Linked DNA regions of Sus scrofa: regions 2 and 3 are each linked to region 1. The links are chromatin contacts, called in public Hi-C and HiChIP or PLAC-seq maps. All regions are on one chromosome and are shown on one strand. The core of a region is the stretch at or near the end of the contact, and the rest is flanking DNA. Distances in the headings are between cores, read along the strand shown.

Region 1 (4,378 bases), core at 1,129-3,628:
GGGTTTGGGGCTGGTTTTCAATAGTGCGCTAAGGGAAGGCACACTGAACAAGAGGGTGATTTTTAAATCAAGATCTGCAGAATTTGAGGGAGTGAGGTATGTAGCTATCAGGGTAAGAGTAATCCAGGTAGAGGAAGACTCTGAGGTGGAATGCCCAATATGTTCAAGAAACAGTAAAAAGAAGGCTGGTGTGGATGAGGATTGAGAGATCATAAGGCCAGACATAAGGTGTGGAGGGGAGAATATGTGGAGTTCTGTCAGTCAAGGACAGTTTTAGTTCTGCACAAGTTACGAAGTTATCAGGAAAGTTTTTTTTTTTTTTTTCTTTTTTATTCTAGGGCCGCACCTGCGGTATATAGAGGCTAGGGGTAGAATCAGAGCTACAGTTGCCAGCCTACACCACAGCTCACGGCAACGCCGGATCCTTATCCCTGAGCGAGGCCAAGGATAGAACCCACATTGCTGTGGCTATGACATAGATAGGCTGGCAGCTGTAGCTCCGATTCGAGTCCTAGCCTGGGAACTTCTACATGAGATGGGCACGCCCCCCCCCCAAAAAGAAAAAAAAGAAATTACTTTATAACAAAAAAGGAAAAAAACAGCCCAGTTAAAAAATGGGCAAAGGACTTGAATAGGCAATTCCCCAAAGAAGATATACAAACGGCCAAGAAGTGTATGAAAAGATGAACATCAATAATCACTAAGGAAAATGCAAATTAAAACCACATATCACCTCATACTTGATGGAATAGCATTTAACAAAAATACAGAATGTAACAAGTGTTGGTGAAGATGTGGAGAAATCGGAACCCTTGGGCTATGGAAGGGAATGTAAGATGGCATGGCCATTGTGGAATATGGCAGCTCCTCCAAAAAATTATCACATGATCCAGCAATTCTACTTGTGGGTATACACCCAAAAGAATTGAAAGTGCGAACTGAGTTGGTTTTCCCCATGGTACTATGAATAAAAAACCAATTTTAACAAATCATGGGTTCAGAGAAAATCCCCCCACTGAGCGAGGCCAGGGATGGAACCCACAACCTCAGGGTTCCTAGTAGGATTCGTTTCTGCTGTGCCACCATGGGAACTCCGGAAATGAACTTTCATTTAAAAATGCACTGGGGTCCTTGAGCAAATGGTTTATTTTTCACAGGACTGAAGTGCAGATCTTTGACCAGCTGGAGGATCTGACTAAAGAAATTTCTACCTAAGCAATTAATTTACAAAACTGAAAACATATCATTTATCTCCTACAATGGACTTTCAAATTAAACATCAGAGAGCGCAGGCAGAGAAGATATGTAGGAAAAAAATTATATTATACTAAAACTGGCCAATATTTATTTTTTTTTTCTGGCATTAAGCAACTATTTGATAAAGGGAAATGAAACACCTCCCCCACCGAATTTATACAAAATTCAGCCCCCCAAAGTAAAGCCATATGTGCACTTTCCTTAGAACGAGATGAAAGACGAAACTACACGTTACAACTTGTAAACAAACTTCTGTAAAGGAATCGTAGAGCAACAAAATTATGCATTTAAAAGTCTGAGGTTAACAAGGCAGTTAAAAATAACCAAGTGTTACTGCTACCGCCTCTGATATCACTGATTGCATAAACATTGCTTAGCTAGTGGAAAATTAATGGGTTAGACTGGATATTTTTTGCAACAATTTAACAAAAGATGATGCCACTACTGCAGCTGTCCCCAGGCAGTTAAACTCTTCACTGAATTTCTCTACAGTAACTTTCGAGTAAGGGGCTGTTTGCTATTTTAGGGCAACCATGGGGTAAAGAACCTCACTAAAACCCCATATTTGCTTTGCTCATTTTGGAGAAAGATCTGGATCTGTGACTTGGAAAATGGAAGAAGAAGAAAAAAAAAAAAAAAAAGACAACCTTGCTCTTGACCATTTGATGCACAAACCCCCACGAATATTTAGGTACAGGGCCTGACGAAGGAATAAACGATGCAGTCCTATCTTTCTAGGCTTCTCTACAAGCCAAGAGTACACATTTTAAGCAATCTATTGGCTTTTGGCGGACCTCTGCCTTAGTTCAGTTTCCTCCTTCGTTTGTTAGATATTTTCACATCGCTAATTTTAATGAGTCAGGAAAGGAAAGGGCCATCACTCGATCGCTCGGCGAAAAGGTGGGGTGTCCCGGGAGTGGGCAGCCCAGTCGGTCCCTTCACTCCGGCCCGAGCGCCCCGCGCTGCCTCCTTGGGTCCCGTCCGCCCGGGAGCAGGGGGAGGGTTCGGCCAGGAGCTGCCCTTTTCCAACATGGCGCCGCGGGAGGCGGGTCCCCTCGCCGGCTCCCGGGGTTCCGGCGCCGCGCGTTTTGGTTCCGGAGTAACAGTGCCCTCGCCGCCGCCCTCCCCCTCCTCCTGCCGCCGGGACGCGCGGCCTCGGGTGCCCAGGGCTGAGCCGCACGGGCGGCGCAGTCTGACTCCGGTTGGGCAGAAGACTGTCTCCCCACCTCCAACTTCCCGCGGAGGGTCCCCGGCGGCTTTCTCCTGGTTCGGCTGCCCCGGGGCTTCTTCCACACCACACCGGACTGAGTCCCCTTCAGTCCAGGACCCTCCGCCCCTGCTGAGGAGGAGTGGACACCTGCCGCTGTATCTCCCTAAAACAGGGTCTTCTGTTTGCCGTCCCCTCACACCCTCACAGACGGCAGAGAGCTGCATGACCCCGTTTGCCTTCTTTTCCAACTCCAGAACCTTCTGACCTCCCCTAGTTCCTACTGACTCCTTCCTCTTGCCCAGTCCACGCTCACCGGGAGACATCCCTCGGCCCCCTGCAGCCTGGGCCTGGCTCGGAGCCTGCGGGCCTCTTCTGGACCTCCTCCTCTCTTCAGCCCCCTTGCTCTCTGTCACCTTATCTTCTCTTGGAAGCCCCACCTAACAGGGACCGGTGGGTACCCCCTTACCAGGATGTGAGCCCCTTTCACCTGTAATGCTGTGGCTGGCCCTTGGCCCCTTCCATGCCATGGAGAACCAGGTGCTGGTGATTCGCATCAAGATTCCAAATAGTGGAGCGGTGGACTGGACAGTGCACTCGGGGCCGCAGCTACTCTTCAGGGATGTGTTGGTGAGTGCTAATCTCAGTGTTCCATCCTGGCGAGGGAGGGTGCAGGGATTTGTGGGGTAGTCTGCGCCTTGATCACTGAAACTTAACCCCGGTGGCCTGGTGGCCTGAGCTAGTGGCCATTGCTGGCCTCAAGTGAGGACAGTTTTATTGCTTCCACCACAGGCAGTGATTAATTGCATGGGCTTAAATCTGACAAATGTGCAGGTCCCTGGGAAAGTAGAGATGAACCAGATTGAACCTCTGCCCTCAGGGAGTGCACAGCCTGGACTGGAACATATACATGGAAGCAACAACTAGGATTCAAAAAGCTGAATCTAAAAGTTTTTCTAAAGTATTTTGTGGAATGTCCCTGGCCAGGTTCCAGCCATGTCTTCCTACTGAGTTCCTTAAACTTGGTGACTAGTGGGAAAGAGAAACAAGGCGTCTTTAACCAGTTGTGTTTCAGCAAACCTTAGGTGTCATAGGTTTTAAGGTATTTTATGTACTACTAAGAAGGAAAAAGCTGACGTAGCACACATTGTGCAGAACCTAGTTTCAGAGATGTTAAAATAGAGGGGGAAATGTGCATTTTAGAGTCAATAATGTAGTCTTAACTTTCATAATAAATATTCACAATGTATTTCAAATAAAATCATGGAGTGTTAGAGGAGGGGATAACCCCAGAGGTGGCCTTTTGAGCCCTCTGATCCTTTTTGTAGTTGGTTACCAAGGAGCAGTGAGGTGAAATGACTTTTCCAAAGCCATGTTGCTTGTGAGTGGAAGTGTCAGTGCCATAACTCAGATTTCCTTACTTTACTTAGTATTTATTTCCATGTGCTGCAGTGCCACTTTTCATCTTTTAGCATTTATTTGAGATAGAGTGCTTTGTGCCCATTTTACATTTTGAATAACTGAGCTGTCGAAGGTAGAGCTGACATATCATGGGGCACATTGCAAGTATGGGATCTATAGTGGAACTTAGCTATAGGATAAGATGGTGCTGGGTGGAGGTTTTTTAGAAGATCTGTGATGTGGCTTTTGATTGTCATAAGTTACTCAATCAAAATTTGATCCCTGTACCTTCATTTTGAGTTTTTGATGTTACTGACCACACAGACCATACAGATTTTCAGGTGTCTGGGCCAGGAGTGCAGAGGCTGGTGAAAGCCAGCAGCCTCCAATCTTATGCCATCCTTCTCTTTGCATCCAGAGTTCTCCACACACTCACAGGCACGTGGATCTTCCTTCATGGTAAGGCCTGAACTCCTTGGCATGGTCTTTTGATTGGCTCGTGCCTGACTGGCA
Region 2 (4,141 bases), core at 94-2,593, 270 kb before region 1:
CCTAATTCTGTCATTCAACAGTTATAGAGAGAAAGTTAGTTTATATGATGCTTTACAGTTTACAAAATGGTTTCAAAATGTCACATCATCTGTCCTTCAAAGAATTCTGTTAGGTTCATATGCCCCATTTTCAGGATCAGAAAACTGAAGGCCAGCGAGATAATGCATTTTAATCAAAATACATACGTTTTATCGAACGTTTAAGCTGGGCTAAGCACAACAATTCTGTGGAAATAATCACCATTTTACAAGAAAACTGAAGAGCAGAAGTTAAGCGTGTTATCTCACAGTTGAGAGTCACTGTTCTGACTCGAAGCCACGCACTTAAAACAGGAGTCTTGAGTTATAATCAACTTCAGAGTCCTTTAGTGAAAGATTTGAGCCTAAGATCCAATCCTATCCTCTCTCTATTACACTGGTCTCCCCTCCACGCCTACAATTCTTTTAAGTTACCTACTTTGACAAACACTATGAAGTTCCAGAGGCAAAGAAAGGGAATAGGACCAATAATAACCAAAAACTGATACAGGGAGAGGACCTAGCCTCTGGAGGAAGGCAAGACATGAATAACTGCAGAGTGGAGGGGATAAGGCTAACAAGTCTTATACGCACCAAGGGGTGGCCAAAAGGAACCACATTCCACCTCAGGAGCAGAGATGGCAACAAAAATCACTATTTCTGCTCCTAACACCCTCGTTCCTCCGTACAATTTCCAGAGCGCCTTTTCGGTTCACCTCAAAGCTTGACCGCAACAACCCCTGGGCTGGGCGGGGATTAGTCCCACTTTACAGAAAAAGCTGGAAGAAACGTCATGGCGGGCCAGACAAAGCAGAGAAGCAAGGTGTGTACGAGCTTGGGGTGGACCCCTGGGACACTGGGCACCTCGACTGCCTCCCAAGAGCACCCGCGGGACCTTGGGCCACCACGGAGGAGAGGAAGAATCCAGGGCCCCGCGGCTGGGACAGAGGCTCCCAAGGGAGGCCACAGTGTTGGGAATGTCACCCGCCAAGCCTCGGGGCGGGGCGGGGGGGGGGGCTTGGAATTCGGCCCAGGAGACCTTCTACTCACTTTGGACTAGCCGGTCAGCAGAAAAGGTGGACGAGCAGCTGGTGACCAGAGCGCAGGGGACACCCGCAGCCATTGCTGAACCCGCGATCCGGTTTGGTCTCCAAGCCTCTTCCGCCTTGGGCGATACCATGGCCGCTGTCGCGCAGGGGAGGCGTGCAAGGAAGGCGCGTTCTCAGAAGGCACGGCCGGCCCTGCCTCCTTTCCATCCCCCTCTTCCGCTCCCGTCGTGGACCGGGCCGCGCTGCGCGTTGGGTTGCCATGGGAACGAGCTCCCCCTGCGGAGAATTAATGTGCCTAGAAACCGCGCCTCCTCTGCGAGGTAGCCGCGCCCGGTGGTAGGCATGGCCCAGGCGCCAGAAAACCATGACCCCATCGGATCCATCTTAATCCAGGTGGGAATGGGTCTCTCCCGGCCCTACCCGGCTAAGGCCCTTCGAGCGAGGCCCAGCAGCGTCCATCCATTGGTGTCCAGCCTTTAGACTGCCTCCCAGGCGAGGGGCGGCACCGCTCGGAGAACTCCCAAATATCCGAACCCAGAACTCGCCCGGCCGCCTCACACACCTCCACAGCCTGACCCTGGGAAGCGCCAGTCATTCTGTCTCTGGTAAAACTCCACGACCATACACCCCGCCAGGGACCTCTACTTTGGAAAAAGCTATCTTTTCTTACACCGAGGCACCATTTTTAAATGTTATGTCATAAAAATTTTGAATCCATGAAGTAGGGAACTGGAGGCGATACAAATCAGACACAACGGAGAGGTGATAAAGCTGGGGAGAAACTGAAATATGTGAACTGCCTTTCTTAACCACCCCAATTTGGGGGGATCTAAAAGTCCCTTGCAAATAAATGAGTTCTGGGGACGTGAGCATGGTAATTGTAGTTAACAATACTTAGTGTGTATTTAAATTGCTAAGAGAGTAAATCTTAAAAAGTTTTCATTACAAGAAAAAAAATTGTGAATGTGTATGGAGATGGATGTTAACTAGACTTATGTTGATCATTTTGCAATATGAACAAGTATCTAATTATTATGTTGTATGCCAATTATATTGCAATAAAAGATAAATAAAATTAAAACCCCTTGCTTGGGAACATACAATAGGGAAATAAATTCAAGATAAAAGCTTACTATTCAAGTTAACAGTTTTGAATATGGAAATGTGACAAATTTAAAAACACAGGGAAGTAACTTTTTCTTTTTTCTTTTTTTTGGTCTTTTTGTCTTTTTGTTGTTGTTGTTGTTGCTATTTCTTGGGCCGCTCCCGCGGCATATGGAGGTTCCCAGGCTAGGGGTCTAATCGGAGCTGTAGCCACCGGCCTACACCAGAGCCACAGCAACGCGGGATCCGAGCCGCGTCTGCAACCTACACCACAGCTCACGGCAACACCGGATCGTTAACCCACTGAGCAAGGGCAGGGACCGAACCCACAACCTCATGGTTCCTAGTCGGATTCGTTAACCACTGCGCCATGACGGGAACTCCCGGAAGTAACTTTTTCTAATCTGAGGGCGGAATATCAATAAAATATTAACTTCAGAGTTCTCTTGTGGCTCAGAGGGTTAAGGATCTGGTGTTGTCACTGTAGCAGCTCTGGTTGTTGCTGTGGCAAAAATTTGATCCCTGGCTGTGGAACTTCTGCATGCCACGGATTTGGCCAAAAAAGGAGGAAGAAGAAAGTATTAGCTTCTCCAGCATAACTTAGCTTGTGACAATTACACTCAGATTTTTCCAAATATTAAAAGCATTTTGTTTTTTCACATTTCAATATGGTAGTTTTAAAACATTTCTACATATAGCATCACATTTAACACATATTTAGCACTATTTGACCAGGGCTTAAAGTAATTTGCCTAAGGTCACTTTATCAGGACTCTCACTCAGATCTGCAATGGGTCTAATTTTTCTTCCTGCTAGGACTTGGTCTCTTACCTCCCTTTTGGGAGATTTCTTTAAATTCACCTTTTCCAAAATACAAACCCCTAAACTCACCAATTTTACAGACTTCCCCATTATGAATCATACCCAGATAGTCTTACCTCACCTTATATTATCCTTGCTTTCACCATCACCTTAGAATGAGTTTAGCCAAACTGCCAAATCTCCACAAGACTGCCCTCACTTAGACACCAGGCACAAGTACAGGGGTCTCTAGAAGCACCCTCACTTCAGACCAGCTGTCTACACATTTGGGAACTCCAGCCGCCTCACGCTGGCTAATTTGGTGGAGCAACTCAAAAAACTCAGGAGACATTCTCCTCGTGGCTCAGTGGTTAACGAATCCAACTAGGAACCATGAGGTTTCGGGTTCAATCCCTGACCTTGCTCAGTGGGTTAAGGATCCGGCACTGCCGTGAGCTGTGGTGTAGGTCACAGATGCAGCTCAGATCTGGCGTTGCTGTGGCTCTGGTGTAGGCCGGCAGCTACAGCTGTAATTGGACCCCTAACCTGGGAACCTCCATATGCCTTTGGAGTGGCCCTAGAAAAGGCAAAAAGACAACAAAAACAAAAAACTCAGGAAAGTGTTGTGCTTACAATTATGGTGTTATTATGGCCAAAGGATAAGAATTCAATCAAGGGAAGAAAGGCTTAGGGCAGAGTTGAGGAGGGGTCTAAATGGAGCTTCCAGCCATTTTCTCCCAGTGGAGTCATGGAGCATACCACCTCCTTCCAGCTATGATGTGTGACACTATGCACAAACTACTGCCAACTAGGAAAGTGTCCCCAAGACTATAGTGTCCAGAGTTTTTATTGGGGCTTGATCACAATGCTCATTTCACTGACTTTTGGTCTTCAGCCCTTCCCTAAGAACAGATTAATGATTTCAGTCTCATTCCTCTGGAGGTTGGAACTGATATAGTGTAGCTCAAAGTCTCCATAGCATAAAGATACTTCCATCAAGCAGGGGCCTAGAGATCACCTCCCAGTGTCCAAGGCAAAGGCCAGACCCCTCTATGTGAAGAGCTGAGAATAGTCATATCCATGTTGCTGAGCACCCCATCTTGCTTAAAACAGTTACTCTGAACACACTAAATGGAAGACTATGTAAATAAAGAGAGGCCACACATTAA
Region 3 (4,691 bases), core at 207-2,706, 460 kb before region 1:
CTGGGGTCCTGGGGTAACTCCTGAAAGCAGCTGCAGGAGGGGTCTGGGGGCAGATGCCCTTGAATTGTGCTTCTGGGGAGAGAAGCCCCAGAGGGCCCCCAATATCTTGGTATTTCTTTGCTTCCCACCAGAGCTAATTTGGAATACATAAGGTTCCCCGGTACTGCCCTCTTGCCCCACTTTTTTGCAAGTTCACAGCTTTGAAAACAAAGCTCTTGCCTTCTATTTATAGGGTGTTGAATTTCGGCTCTTTGCTCATCATAAGATTCCAAATACCCTGTAATGAAACTTTTCCTCCAAAGATAAATTCTGAAGCGCCCCGTCCTGAACTCAACGGATACCTTTGAGGCCCGTTTTCTGCTGGGCACTTGTTTCCCAAGGCCCCTGGGACCCCCTGGCTCCAGTTATTATACAGGGAGTCACTAGGGTCCCCGAATCTCCACTTCTGAGAGCGAGCCCCTTCCTAATCCCTCCTTCGCACGGTCTCGGGGCTCTAAACCGGTAAGATCTCACCGGTGCTAGAATTAAAGGAGCCCTAGAGTCACCGGCGCCACCAAGGTCCCTAACCGGGATTCGCGTGCCCGCATACCAGTGCGCTGCCAGCCTTCCTGGGCCTCAGCTTTGCGCACGCCCTCTCTCGGACCCGGGTCCTCCCAGGGATGCACGGCCAGCCTGCGGCCAGACGTCGTGCGTTCGTGCGAGCCTAACCCTCTCGGGCCCGCCACGCCAACTGAACTTTCTTAGTGTGGGTTCCGAGAGCGGACGCCACGGCCCGAGCCCGGCCCTCCCGTCCGGGGCCCCTCTCGCCGCTCCTTTCCCACGACTTCCTCCCGGCGCCCGCCGGATTCAGGTCAGGGCCGCGCGGGGTCTTGCGAGCTCCAGCCAGGTCCGCCGCAGCCCCCGGTCGCCCACGTGGGCGTGCTCCGCGCCGGGCGGGGGACGGCCCGGCGCCCTCCCGGAGGCGGGGGGCGGGCAGGGCGCCCGCGGGAGGAGGCGGCGGGGCGCGGGGGAGGAGGCGGGGAGCCCCGGCGGCAAGGGGGCGGTGACAGCGCTTGGAAAGGAGGCTGCACGCGGATTTGCATGAAACACAGACTGGGAGCGGGCGGGAGCGGGAGCGGGAGCGCGGCGCACGCCCCGGGCCGGCCCAGCGAGCGAGCGAGAGAGCCGGGAAGGAGGAGGGCAGCAGGGAGGCGAGGCTGCCGAGGCGGAGGGATCTGCGCATCAAAGCGAGCGAGGCGAGCAAAGTTTGGCTGAGGGTTGGACTTTCCTTCCTGGAGGCGGCACCCAAACAGCCACCCCGTGCGGAAACCCAAACTTTCTTCTGCCACTCGGAGCCCCGCGGCCGCCGCCTCCGCCCCGCGTCCGGGGCCTTCCCGATCCCGTGCCGCTGCCGCCCGCCCTTCTCCCCGCCGCTCTTCTCCTCACCGAGGGAGCCGCCCGGGGCACAGGGCCGCACGCCGAGCCCCGCAGGCTGCAGCGCCGCGGCCCGGCCGGGAGCACCGGCAAGTTCGCCGAGAGTTGAGGCGAAGTTTGGGCGGCCGCGGCCAGCCCGGCCGAGCTCCCCGCTGCGCCCCCGGCGTTCCGCCGCGCCCAGCCCCGCCGGGGGCGCCCCTCGCCGCCCGCGCGCCCTCCCCAGCCATGTCGTCCATCCTGCCCTTCACGCCCCCGATCGTGAAACGCCTGCTGGGCTGGAAGAAGGGTGAGCAGAACGGGCAGGAGGAGAAGTGGTGCGAGAAGGCGGTCAAGAGTTTGGTCAAGAAGCTCAAGAAGACGGGGCAGCTGGACGAACTGGAGAAGGCCATCACCACGCAGAACGTCAACACCAAGTGCATCACCATCCCCAGGTGGGGGCCCGAGGGACCCTGGGGCGCGCCCGCCCAGCCCCCTGGCGTGGCGGGGGGTTGGAACGGAGGGGTGGCCTGGGTGCCCGTGTGTGTGTAGGGGGGGGGCGGTGGGAACACAGACAGGAAAGCGGGGGACCCCAAACAAAACCTTCTCTGGATTTGCAGAGATTCAGAGCCTGAGGCTTCCACACGGCATTCGCGCTCCCAGACCTCGTATTCGCTTTTCACCTCCGGGAAAGCGGGTGCTGCTGGAATCGGCGGCCCCCACCCCGGGGGAGCTGCGGGCTAGAACTTGAGGCCCGCTTTGTTCAGCTCCGCGGGCCGGAGCCCCTCCTCCGCCGCCGCCTCCCGCCCCCGCGGCCCGCGCTCGTGGAGGTGGTGGTGTCTCTCCCTTTCTTTTCTTCATCCCTGTCCCCCCACTTCTTTCCTCCTCGGCAGGAATGCAGTCCGTACAGCTGGGGCTGTGGGTGAGGAGCGGGAGCCTCGTGATTGACAGATTCCTTCTTCGTTCTCTCTTTGCCTTCGGGATTAGCATTTTTATCGAGTATTTTTAGATTCGGTTGTGCCAGTCTCCCGCCCCCTCCGCACACACACGCACTTTACTTGCAGTGGGGTGGTCTGACTTTCAAATGAGAGAGATAAGTGGCAGAGGGTAGGGTCTTCTCCCCCGACTGTTTTTTGGCCCACCTTTCAGCCATAGATTGCGAGTGGCTGCAAAACGCGGGGGGCTGAGAACTGAGGAGATAACAAAACGCACCCCAAAGGGGGGCCTCGCCTCGGCCCTCGCATTCCTACAGAGCCTTCCTTCCCAAAGCGCTGTGCCATCTGTCTGGACCTCCTTTATCCTCCACTTTGCGCTAGCTAGGTCAGGCGGGAGCTCACAGATGGCTGATAGAAGGGGTCAGTGACTTCTCTCCACTCCCCAGGGCCTTCTTTTAGCTTCGCTGCGCCTGGCTGGGAATTGGGGTGTGGGGGCACCATAGTCTCCTGTCTTTCCCTCTCAGCCAGCCCCCTTTAGAAGTCCGATTCTGCTCCAAGGGAGTGTGTGTGTGTGTGTGTGTGTGTGTGTGTGTGTGTGTGTGAGAGAGAGAGAGAGAGAGAGAGAAAGTGTGTGTGTGGGGGGGCAGGGTGGGGTGGGGTGGGGGAGATGTCCTTTGGGTCCTGGGCTGCAGAGGATTGAGTGGAGGGTCCCCAGGGCCTGCACCCCACAGAAATTGCCATCCTTGCTGCTGGGGCCAGGAGTGAACTCCGTCCTTGGCCACCTGCTTGGGGCAGCTGTATAAAGGCTGCCAGCCGTGTCAGGCAGGCACAAAGCAACATCTGTCCACGGGAACCCAGGGCAGGCCTCCCCTGGAAATAAATGCTGCATATGGTGGGAGTGCTGACTTGAAAAATAATAATTTTTTTTTTCAAAACTGGGTGGATCCAGTCAATAAAGCGGGAGGGAAGGCAATGTGCTGTCTGGGAAGTGTGTTCTGGGCGTGTGATCAGGAGCCAGAATTGACTTCAGAGGAGGTGGTGTGATGTGATGGTCAGTGAGCCCTAGGTCCTGGTCCCAGCCCTGGTGCTTAATTCTTCTTTATTCCTTTGGATGAGGGTCAAGGAGTAGGGCGAACAGATGTCATACTTCTCCCGCCTGGGGAGGGGTTTGCAAAACCTGCCTTCTTACCTGTCTCGGTGCCTTGAGGGCAAGGGCTTTATGCCTTGAAACAGGAAAAAAAAAAAGTATCAATTATAAAATGAGCAGCTGTGTAAAGCGTTTTACAGTTTACCAAGGTCTTTCACGTGGTTTTATGAGAGCAAGAAAAAGAAACTCCTGGAAAATAGATAAGGCAATTAGGCCTAAGATTTATCTTGTTTTTAAAGTTGAGAAAACTTTGGAGGCGAGAGGTGAAAAAGCTTGGTGTAGTAACGGGATTCTGACCAAATGTGCTCCTTCTGCTAGGCCAGGCTGCTCTGCACTTTGAAGCTTTGGAATACATTCTTTGCTGACCGCTAAAGCTGTGTTAGCCAGAGGGATGGGCCCCTAGGATCTTTGTTGGTAACATTGCCAGTGTCGGCCTCTGGGCTAGTGACAGCCTGGAGGAGAGGCCTTGTTCTCCCTTGCCTTAGTAGGAGTTTGCCCTCTGGGGAAGCACAGCTGTGGTCTGTCTTTTCCTCTTTCAAAGTCCTCTGCAGCCCGAGGTATTGGACACTTCAGGTGTTTCTGAGAGTTCAGGTTAACTTGGCCTTCTCATGATTCTCTTAGGACTGGGCCGTCTTCTACCTGTCTGGCAAGGACCTAGTGCTGAGGCAGATTTTTTTTTTTTTCCATCTTTTTCAATTAGGGAAACCCAGTCGCTTGGGTGGATCCAGACAAAGTGGATTTCCATCCCTGGTTTTTGTGCCCACGCCGCTGGGTCACCTTGTCTCCCTTGGCAACTGCTGCTGCTGTTTTGGTCGTGGGCTACAAACTAAAGGCCACATCTTGGGGAGGTGGCTAGCTGGCCTCACCCCAGGGACATCGGTGTGTTTCTGAGCCCCATAGATTGTGGTGTTGCTTGTCAAATTGTCTGCTCTCTCCCCGCTGACTTTTATGACTAGGGCTTTGGAAAGTTGACAAAGGGAAGTGTTTAACCTAGTTATCCTACTGTGTGTGGGAGGTGGGGCCCTGGGTTCTTAAAAGTATTCTGCAAGATCTGGACCTTGGGGTTTAAGGAGCCTTCAGTCTAAGGAGATTTTGACAAGCGTATTTTGGCTAATATGTAATCATGAGCAGCAACAGCACGGTTTGGCAATTAGAGCTGTTAACTCGGGCCTCCCAGACTGCACACTTGTGTCTCTTGCCCCGTCTCTAACCTGTCTCAG

Evidence for each region. A called contact is a pair of places that touch in the nucleus more often than the background predicts. HiChIP or PLAC-seq counts read pairs in DNA pulled down with a chosen protein or histone mark.
Region 2: a contact with region 1 is called in a Hi-C map of liver, with 2.3 times the contacts expected there. The contact joins the promoter of IQCH here to the promoter of MAP2K5 in region 1. A contact is called at or near these places in 1 of 47 Hi-C or Micro-C datasets (liver) and 1 of 2 datasets of contacts at active chromatin or transcription factors (alveolar macrophages).
Region 3: an H3K27ac HiChIP or PLAC-seq map of skeletal muscle shows a contact between it and region 1. The contact joins the promoter of SMAD3 here to the promoter of MAP2K5 in region 1. A contact is called at or near these places in 1 of 5 promoter capture datasets (fetal liver) and 1 of 2 datasets of contacts at active chromatin or transcription factors (skeletal muscle).

Annotation. Positions count from the first base shown.
Region 1 is chr1:165,455,885-165,460,262 of Sscrofa11.1, forward strand. MAP2K5 (dual specificity mitogen-activated protein kinase kinase 5) reads left to right here and starts at 2,379. Exons shown (of 21, transcript XM_021100479.1): 1 at 2,379-3,094. The coding sequence starts at 2,960.
Region 2 is chr1:165,191,747-165,195,887 of Sscrofa11.1, forward strand. IQCH (IQ domain-containing protein H) reads left to right here and starts at 1,344. Exons shown (of 21, transcript XM_021100401.1): 1 at 1,344-1,460. The coding sequence starts at 1,410. It overlaps AAGAB (alpha- and gamma-adaptin-binding protein p34), which reads right to left and starts at 1,256. Exons shown (of 9, transcript XM_005659865.3): 1 at 1,069-1,256. The coding sequence starts at 1,198.
Region 3 is chr1:164,997,001-165,001,691 of Sscrofa11.1, forward strand. It overlaps SMAD3 (SMAD family member 3), which reads left to right and starts at 1,457. Exons shown (of 9, transcript NM_214137.1): 1 at 1,457-1,844. The coding sequence starts at 1,639.